Regions from separate parts of the Mus musculus genome. Here region 1 is linked to region 2. Evidence: chromatin contacts called from public promoter capture Hi-C data. All regions are on one chromosome and are shown on one strand. The core of a region is the stretch at or near the end of the contact, and the rest is flanking DNA. Distances in the headings are between cores, read along the strand shown.

Region 1 (4,253 bases), core at 706-3,205, 230 kb before region 2:
GGCTTCCTTTGTTACTTACTCTACAGATCTAATCACAGAAGGACAGGTACCCTCTGAATATAAACAAGAACACACTTTAAATCTTGGTCTTCTCTAGATAGCTGACTGGGGTGTCCAAGGGCTAAGATAAACTTCCCCAAAGTGGACTAGTTGCATTGCTAATAGTAGTGGTGGGATGTAAATTTGCTTGAGTATGTTGTCTTCTTGGAGTGTTTGCATCTAACATAGTTAGAACTTGGGTTGTTTAATATAGTTAAACTTGGGGTGTTTAATGACTGTAATTCAGTAATGGGACAATAGAAGAGCTCATCACATTAAAACAGAAATAACTTGGGAAACCCATCGTTTTTAATAGCCTGCCATCTGTTTGGCTCTTACCAGCAATGGATTTATCCTGCTTAGTACAGATGATATTGGGACTAAAATCATAGATTATACGACGGACTTCTGAGCTCTTTACTCTTATTAATCTGTAAACGAACATTTCCCAACATAAAAATCAATTATTTTTCAACTCTTACCCTAAGTAAGGTTGCTATGGGCACCGCATAATATCCGTTCTGGCACCAACAGATTGAGTTAAAGTCACCAGAGATCTCTCCACATTAAGAACCTCAAATACAGTTTACCAGCTTTGCCACTGTGCTCGCTGTACGATGCTCTTTTTGCTTTGCTGGGCCGCTAGTTTAATCCTCCAGAAAGAGAAATTTTAGAGGGACAAGGACTAAATCATTTTCTTCTGAGCACAGCATTTTCAAATGACTGCACCGGGTCCTAAGCCCCGCCGCTGCGGACCCAGAGCTAGAGGTGCCCTCTCTCTGCAGAGCTGGGGACTCTGGAGCCCTAATAACTAACTGGACCTGGTGAGGCAGAAAGGAAACTCCCATCCACCGCCAGGTACTACTCGGGTGCACTCAGCAGGGCCCGATCCTAGAGAAAGGTTTGGAAAGGTTTGGAAAGGTTTGAGCAAAAGCTCTTTCCGTTTCAGCCAAAGAGTAGGACGCACAGGTCACAGGCTAGAAGTTAAACAGTTACCCAGCCTGCGCTTTGTCTCCGCGCCTTCTGCAGCCCAGGCACTGAGGTACACTTGACTGGTGAAGAACAAGGTTTGCTGGAGCAGGAGACAGGAGTTGCTACCTCCCTGGAACTGCAGGCTGAGGGAGTACCAAGACCAGAGCCGCAGCTCCGAGCGGGAAGCTGGAGCCAAGCCGGCTCGGCTCCGGATGCGGTGTCCCTGAGCCAGCGAAGGTTGCCCGAGCTCTGCTCTGCCCTTTCGCCCGAGGGCAGCGCCCTAGCCAGGCAGTCCCGCGGCTTTGCACCCAGCTTCCCAGCCAAGCGCCCTGCCGCCCTGGGGCGATCTCCCAGTCACAACAGCTGCACAGACCCCTCATCTCCAGCGCGGGGACAAACTTCCTCCCTTCGGGTCCCCGCGCCGGCAGTTGGCAGCTAGCTTCCCCACTGGTCCCTTAGCAAGCTCTGGCTGGGAGAGCTTTCTCTGCCCCTCTTCAACCTCCAGTCACCAGCGCTCAGCGGTCCCGGCGCATCCTCTCCAACAAAGCCGGGGCCCGGAGGCGACCCGGCGAGGGACCGAGACTGTCAGCTGAAACATTCGAGCCCTGGCAAGCACCTACGCCCCGGAGAGCGCAGCAAGAAGGGGCAGCGGGGACCAGGAGAGGAGAGAGGGGAAGAAAGTGTCCTGCTCCGGGCGCGAAACCCTCCTGGGCTGATCCTCCTCCCCCAGCTGCCCCTGCCCGAGCGCATCCTGCCTTCCCTGTGGGACTGGGCAGGGCGGAGGGCGAAGCGGTGCGGACTGTGTGGCCTGACGGACCAGCCGCTCCCTTACCTCTGTCCAGAGTAAGCGGCTGGACCACTGTCAATGTCGCCATGTCTGCCGTGGGAGCCGAAGTGACGCTCGGCTTCAGCATCAGCAACCGCTTGTAGTGAGAAAAAGAGGAGGAGATTGGGGGCGGGGGTGGAGAGGGAAGACGGAAAGGAGGGGGAGGAGGGGGAGGCAGGAAGGTGGTGATGGAGGAGAAGAAAGCTCGGGTGGGTTGGTAGCCAGATGGAGACTCAACTGTTCCGCCGCGGCGAATCTTCAGTGCGGCGCCAAGCAGGGCAGGTAGCCGCGAGCGCCTGCCTGGCCAAGGAGCTGAGAAAGGAACGCTCAGCCCTAGAACTTTGCTCGCCCACCCGTCAGTAGCTCTGGGTGGCTGTAGCAGGTTTGCTGTCTTTCAACTTTCCACCTAAGCATAATGGTCAGAATGCACTCGAACCCAGAAGAAGAGGACTCAGAAACGGGAGAGAGACAGACAGGGGTAGAGAGGTGGGGGGACAGAATTCTTTTCAGATTAAGAAAAAATTTCAACCTCCCTTTCCACATCCCTTTCCAGAGGAAACGCCACTAGCCGTGGGAGATGTTGCTATATCATTGTAGTTGCTGTTAATTTCTGTTGAAGCTTTTTGTTTAGAACGTCCACTCTCAACAGCACAAGGTAACCGACTGAGGGCCAGGCAGGGTTCTGTTAAGTCAGTGTTCGTTTAGGACCTGGGTACATTGCCTAGGAAAATGACTTGCCTTTACAAGCAAACTTCCTTAAAAGGTTCTGAAATAAAAAACGAGTTGCTGTCAGTGAACAGTATTTATCAGGGACCCTCTCCTGTTAATCTGGAAGAAACTTGTATTCAGAGGTGCTATTTATTAATTAGCATGCATGACAAGAGTTGAGCCACGGATGTTTGGTGCCATTTGCTACATCTTAACCTGGGGATTCACTTTTGTTTTCTTTCTCTGCATCCTCCGAATTACAGGTAGATAATGTGAAAGGCCTTATTTCTGAGTCAGTAGATCACAGTTCAGTTCCTGGAGCCTTCAAATACTGACTATGAGCCTTAATCCCAACTTTCACTAAATGTTCACCAAGCCTCATTTCCTTATCAAACCATGAAGAAACATGGAGAAAGATCCTCTGGGCTTTACCGAGATTGGTGGACACAGAGCTGAGATGGCGATGCTGCCCTCCCTGTGACAGCTAAATCATCCTTGTGACCCAGAGACCCTCAGAGGTAGACCCACTGGGTTGCAGAGTATTTGCGTATGACCAAATGCTACGTTCTTCTAATGAGACTAAGAGGTGAGAAAGCTCAGAAATTCAGCAGGAATTGAAAAGTCAAAGATGACTGACCATCTAACTATGCAACAGATCATTGGATACATGCTGAACGTAGTCTTTCAATGTAGTCATCTTCTAAGAGTTTTAAGTTTAAGAACTTTAACCATGAAATTCAACTTTTCACAGCTCCCAGGATCTGACAAACTTGCAGTCCCTTGTGCATCCGCAGTTTCTTCATCCGTCAAATGAGGGACCAGCTTTACTCAATTGAAAAGTGATCAGATAATAGGAGGAAACTGATAGTAATTTGCAAGGTCTCTGCTGTTTCTGAGCTTTTGATAGAAAAGAATATATTTCCAAGATCATAAACATACAAATAACGTTATATGGACTGAGTGGGATATGTGTGTGTATATATATATATGCATATGTGTGTATATATATATATATATATATATATATATATATATATATATATGAATGATATATTTGTAAACAATTAGAGAAATAGAGACCATAATTAGATAAGAGGGGGCAGCATCAATACATAGAGAAGATTAGAGGTAGGAATCAGGGAAATTATGTAATTATACTTTAAAAATGAAGGAGAATAAAATGAAAGGATATACTCTTTCATGCTGCAGAGATGGCACAATGGTTAAGAACACATGTTGCTCTCTCGGAGGACTCAAGTTCAGTTCGCAGTGCACAGATGATTCCTAGCTCTGTCCTTCTGACTCCACCTCCAGGGTTCTTTGATACCTCTGGCTGCCTCAGCCACTGGCACCCTCATGAACAAACCCAAACAGACACATAATTAACGGTAAAATACACCTTAAACCATGAATTTTTTTTTAGAGCAGTAGACTATATACATTTATTAACATAAGCTACCAATTATGTATTTATTAATGTTTTATTAGCTCTTTATTAGTTTAAGGACTATACTAGGTAAGGACTAGCTATGCAAAGGTTGACAAGATTTAACCCTCGTTCTTCTACTTAGACCTTGATATGTGACAAGCAGTGAACAAGGAGTAGGATCCTGGGCAGGAAGTTCTCTAAGTGCCACAGAAAGAAAGCATTGCAAGCGAGGTCATCATCAGTAGACACACACCCTAAAGGAGGCCAGAGGAAGAAGAA
Region 2 (4,251 bases), core at 1,742-4,241:
ATATATATACACACATATATACATAATGTATATATAATATAGACATATATACACATATACATTATATACATTATATATACGTAATACATATTACGTATATACATTATGCATAGTATATATGTACACACATAAAAGCATATATATATACATACACAGACACACACACAAGTATGTATGTGTGTTTATGTGTTTCTTTCATTCATGCCTGAACTGAAAATAATCTTTTGCTGTTTCTTCTGTATCGTATCTATTCACAATTAATGGATTATCCTGAAGAAAATTTATTTCAATGTTGGAGAAAACTAGATAAAATATGAGTAATTCATAGTTATTCTGACCTGTGAGGGTGTACATAGATATGACTAATGTAATACAGACAGTAATCAGTTGGTGGAGGAGATACACAACAGACACAAGGAGATTGTTTTCTTTCTTTCTTTTTTTTTTTTTTTCTTCAGGCTACATGGCTTAGAATTTTACTTAGAACAACACCAGTAGTTGGTATGAATCAGACTTGGTTCAAAGTTAGTAATGAGACTGAAAAGAAACCAGGACATTAAATACATGTGAAAGAAAAGAAGATGGTCTTGATGTGGGAATGAAGGCAGGTGCTGAGCATATTGTGTGTGGTGTATTTTGGGGCTATTAATACCAGTACAGTCAGTAACTGGAAATGAGCCTGATCCATTGAGCTACACTGGGACCTGAGTACAAGTCCTTGTGGATCATCCATGCGGAGGTCTGGCTTTCAAACCAGAGAGTGGGTGGATTTTGTAAAAGATGACATGTGGTATGCTGTTGTGTGATTTTTTTTTCCTGGATAGAGGTGAATAAATAACTCTTTACTACAGATGGGGCATTGTGACACATCAAAGAAATTATCCCAGTCAGTCTTGAGATTTTAGTGCTGTGGCTTACAGGAACATAGGTGAGGTGTCCTTAGGGGGAGCGTGGTGACGCAGAGGTCGCTGCATCACCACACTGATCATCTCAGCATGAGACAAAAGCTGTATCCATGGAAGCTCCCCATCTACTTCCTAGGAATTCTGTCAGAGACTTTTCACTTCTCTAGCAATTCATTAGAGTTCTTCTACCACCTCAGCGATGGTGTGTTGCAAATCATTTAACATCCGGGTCTTTCCAAGCTTTGTATATTTCATTAAGTTCCCACACTCTATGAACCTCATCTCTCTACCATAGGGAATATGTCAATTTGGAGGAAACAGCTGTAAAGCTCTTTGGCCCCTACCGATTCTCTTGCGTTTTTTTTTTTTTTTTTCCACTTGCTTTTCCATCATGTTCCCTGAGTCTTACAGGGTTTGCTATATTTAGTCTGGTTATTTTATTTCATGTGTGGTGGAGTATTGGGCCACAATGCTATGGTAATAGTCACTTATTCTCGGGAACATGACTTGTTATGAAATTGCAGTAATCACCATCTATTGGAGAAATAATTTTCCCTTCACAACCAACCAATGTTTAATGATCTATGTATAAAAATCAAATATTTAGACAGCAATTAACAGGCACCTCACATCCATTTAACAAAATAATAGTGATGATTTCCTTTCTGGGTCCTGACCTCCACAGGCATAGTTCTTTGTCTCAGGCTACAGTATTAAGAATAAATTCCTCAGTACAAAGATCCTAAAATTGAATCAGAAAACAGTTGTTTGAACTTATAACAGTCATGCCAAAGGACACATAGTGGCCTGTCATATTGGTAGTCTAGTATGCATGTTCCATACCAAGCAGAGCATGGGTGACAATTTACCCCTATAATGGTGTGCATAATATCACAAAAGCCATTCAAAGGAGAAGGACCTTACACTGTAATCTCATCTTGATTTCTCCATGTCCTATAACTAAAACATGTGAAGTTCTTAGCATTAGGGACCTACTCTCTAATTCTAAAATAGAATTACATCAGTCAAAACCTTTAATAGTTTATTGAGCTAACTTGGATAGAAATCCTTCTCTAGCAAGGGATTTTAAAAAAGTGTGTGTATGTGTGTATGAGAGAGAGAGAGCGAGAACACTTGTATTCTATAAATTTTCTATACAGAATATTTCTTTCAATCTCCTTAAATGCTGTCTATACTGTAATTACAAATGTTCCCAAACATTAAAAATTAGAATAATATAGTGAAACCTAATTTTACACATGTTGGGCAGTGTTGTCTCTTTTATGCCATTGTCCATTGGTCTTAAATGGTTAAAGGGACACGAAAAATAAATATTATCACCATTCAATACAGTATGGAGATATTCCCATGGTTTGTATCATTTATTTCACCCAATGAATGACATTTGCCATTGATAAGCTATCTAGTCATTCACCCTCTACTATCCACAATTAATTTCCGTCAGTCATCTGGCATTCAGATCTTGGGTTATTTCTGTATTGTTGCCACTATGCATATCCCCAAACCAGACATCCTTGATGGGGGTCAGATTGTATATTTGGGCCTGGTTTATGTCAAAGACAGAGTAGGGCCATGTTCTGGTTGCTTGCCAATGGAGAGGGCTTCCAAGAACTTATCAGTAAGTTCTGGAGAAGTTCCATAGCCCTTGACTTTCAATGAGCTACACCTGCTACTGAAAGATTCCTGGACAGAGTGGAAATCTCTACTACACCCAGTGCACTGGTTTTGCAAGAGAGAAAATGTAAACTTTAATGAGAGAAACTTTAAATGAGAAACGTTAATGAGAAAAACTTTAAAGAGAGAAAATGTAAACTTTAACCACCAACTCCTAGCACAAGCTCAATTTTTTAAAATTAATTTTACTTAGATAATTTTATCACGTGGATCTCCCATTATTCGTTGCCTAAGAGTTCAATCAATCCTGATGTAACTAGCTTAGCACCTGGTTTTCTGTTTCTGTTTTTGTTTTTTTTGTTTTTTTTTCCCCTAGCTCATCTGGCTGGACCCAGATCTTGCGACATTTTTTTTTCCACTCACTTGGACTGACTTCTTTTGTTTGTTTTAACTTTTGGTCACCATTCTCTTTCCCAATTGCTTCGGCACTTTAGATACCTGGTTTGCATGCCAGCCTAAATCGTTTAGATCTGCTAGAACCTTCTTCATAAAGCCCATGTCCCAACATGTGACTTGGCAAAGCTGCCAAAGCCTCATATTATTTGGTCTTCTTATTGCTGCTATAAAATTCCTGATCCCCCTCCCCCAAAAAACCGAAATGAAAAGAAAACACAAAACCAAACCAAAAGAAAATATAAAGCTTAAAGAAGGCAATTTAGTGCACACTCTGATTCACAGTTCAAGGCTTCCATCCATCAAGATAGAGAAGTCAGGAAAGCAAAATTTTGAGGCAGTTAGTTATGTTTTATCCACAGTGTGTGTGTGTGTGTGTGTGTGTGTGTGTGAGAGAGAGAGAGAGAGAGAGAGAGAGAGAGAGAGACTGTGTATGGGGGGGGGCATGTACATGCCACTGGGTATGTGTGGTCAGAGGATAACTGAAGATATTGGTTCTTGTCATCCACTTTGTTGAGATATGCCCCTCATTTACTGCTCTAGATTCTCATATCTCTACCCTCCATTTCTGTAGGACACTCTGATTACAGCCATACACTATTTAAAAGAACTTTCCCTGAGTTCTACCTATCTAAACTGAGGCCTTCATGTATACATGGCAAATACTTCCCCCACTAAGCCATCAGCCCAGCTCCCCAGTGGACAATTTTCCAGCCATTAACCTCTACTCCTTGTACCCTTAAGCTTCTGATCATATCATTGTGTAAAATAAATTCAGTCCCTCATAAAGAACTTATAGTCCTTAGCAACACTAATACTGTTGGAGAGTCTAAAGACTACGTCTCTTCTGAGAATGAGAACAATTGCTTGATTTTTGAGCTTCTATAAAATTAAAAATAAAAACATGTTCCCTTGTCCCTATATACAATGTCACAGAATAAATAGTCCAATTCTATACGGGAAAATGGGGACAGAGCAAGGAAAAGGGAAATAAAAAGACTGAAATTCAGCGGGGACACATTCTGAATCCTGCAGCTCCATGCCAGGCACCTAGACATTTCGATGAAATCACCTGAGATGCCCTGATTAGCTAACTCCTGCAACTCTGCCACCTGAAGCAAGTAGAACTTGGGCCATCTCTACTTGTGTAACCAGCTTTTCTTGGCAGCCTCTCCATGGTTTTGGCATCTCCCACATCCTTGTATCTCCGTTGAAACTTGGACTTCATCATCATTGCTTTACACAGTGACCTCAGGAA

What was found. Promoter capture Hi-C pulls out the DNA fragments that hold promoters and counts their contacts.
Region 1: a contact with region 2 is called in a promoter capture Hi-C map of liver, with 3 times the contacts expected there. The contact joins the promoter of Lin7a here to the enhancer-like site in region 2. A contact is called at or near these places in 3 of 39 promoter capture datasets (hippocampal neurons and liver), 3 of 484 Hi-C or Micro-C datasets (cortical neurons and liver) and 2 of 115 datasets of contacts at active chromatin or transcription factors (forebrain and hepatocytes).

The regions. Positions count from the first base shown.
Region 1 is chr10:107,269,533-107,273,785 of GRCm38.p6, reverse strand. Lin7a (lin-7 homolog A (C. elegans)) reads right to left here and starts at 1,955. Exons shown (of 6, transcript NM_001039354.1): 1 at 1,844-1,955. The coding sequence starts at 1,925.
Region 2 is chr10:107,039,326-107,043,576 of GRCm38.p6, reverse strand. All of the region lies in intron 5 of Acss3 (acyl-CoA synthetase short-chain family member 3), which reads left to right. Among named protein-coding and RNA genes, the nearest start is that of Acss3, 82 kb to the left of the region's middle. Within about 2 kb of position 2,991, at least 6 of the 459 cell types and tissues checked have an H3K27ac peak or open chromatin away from gene starts, as enhancers often do. A contact at or near this core is called in hepatocytes and liver, where this site is marked.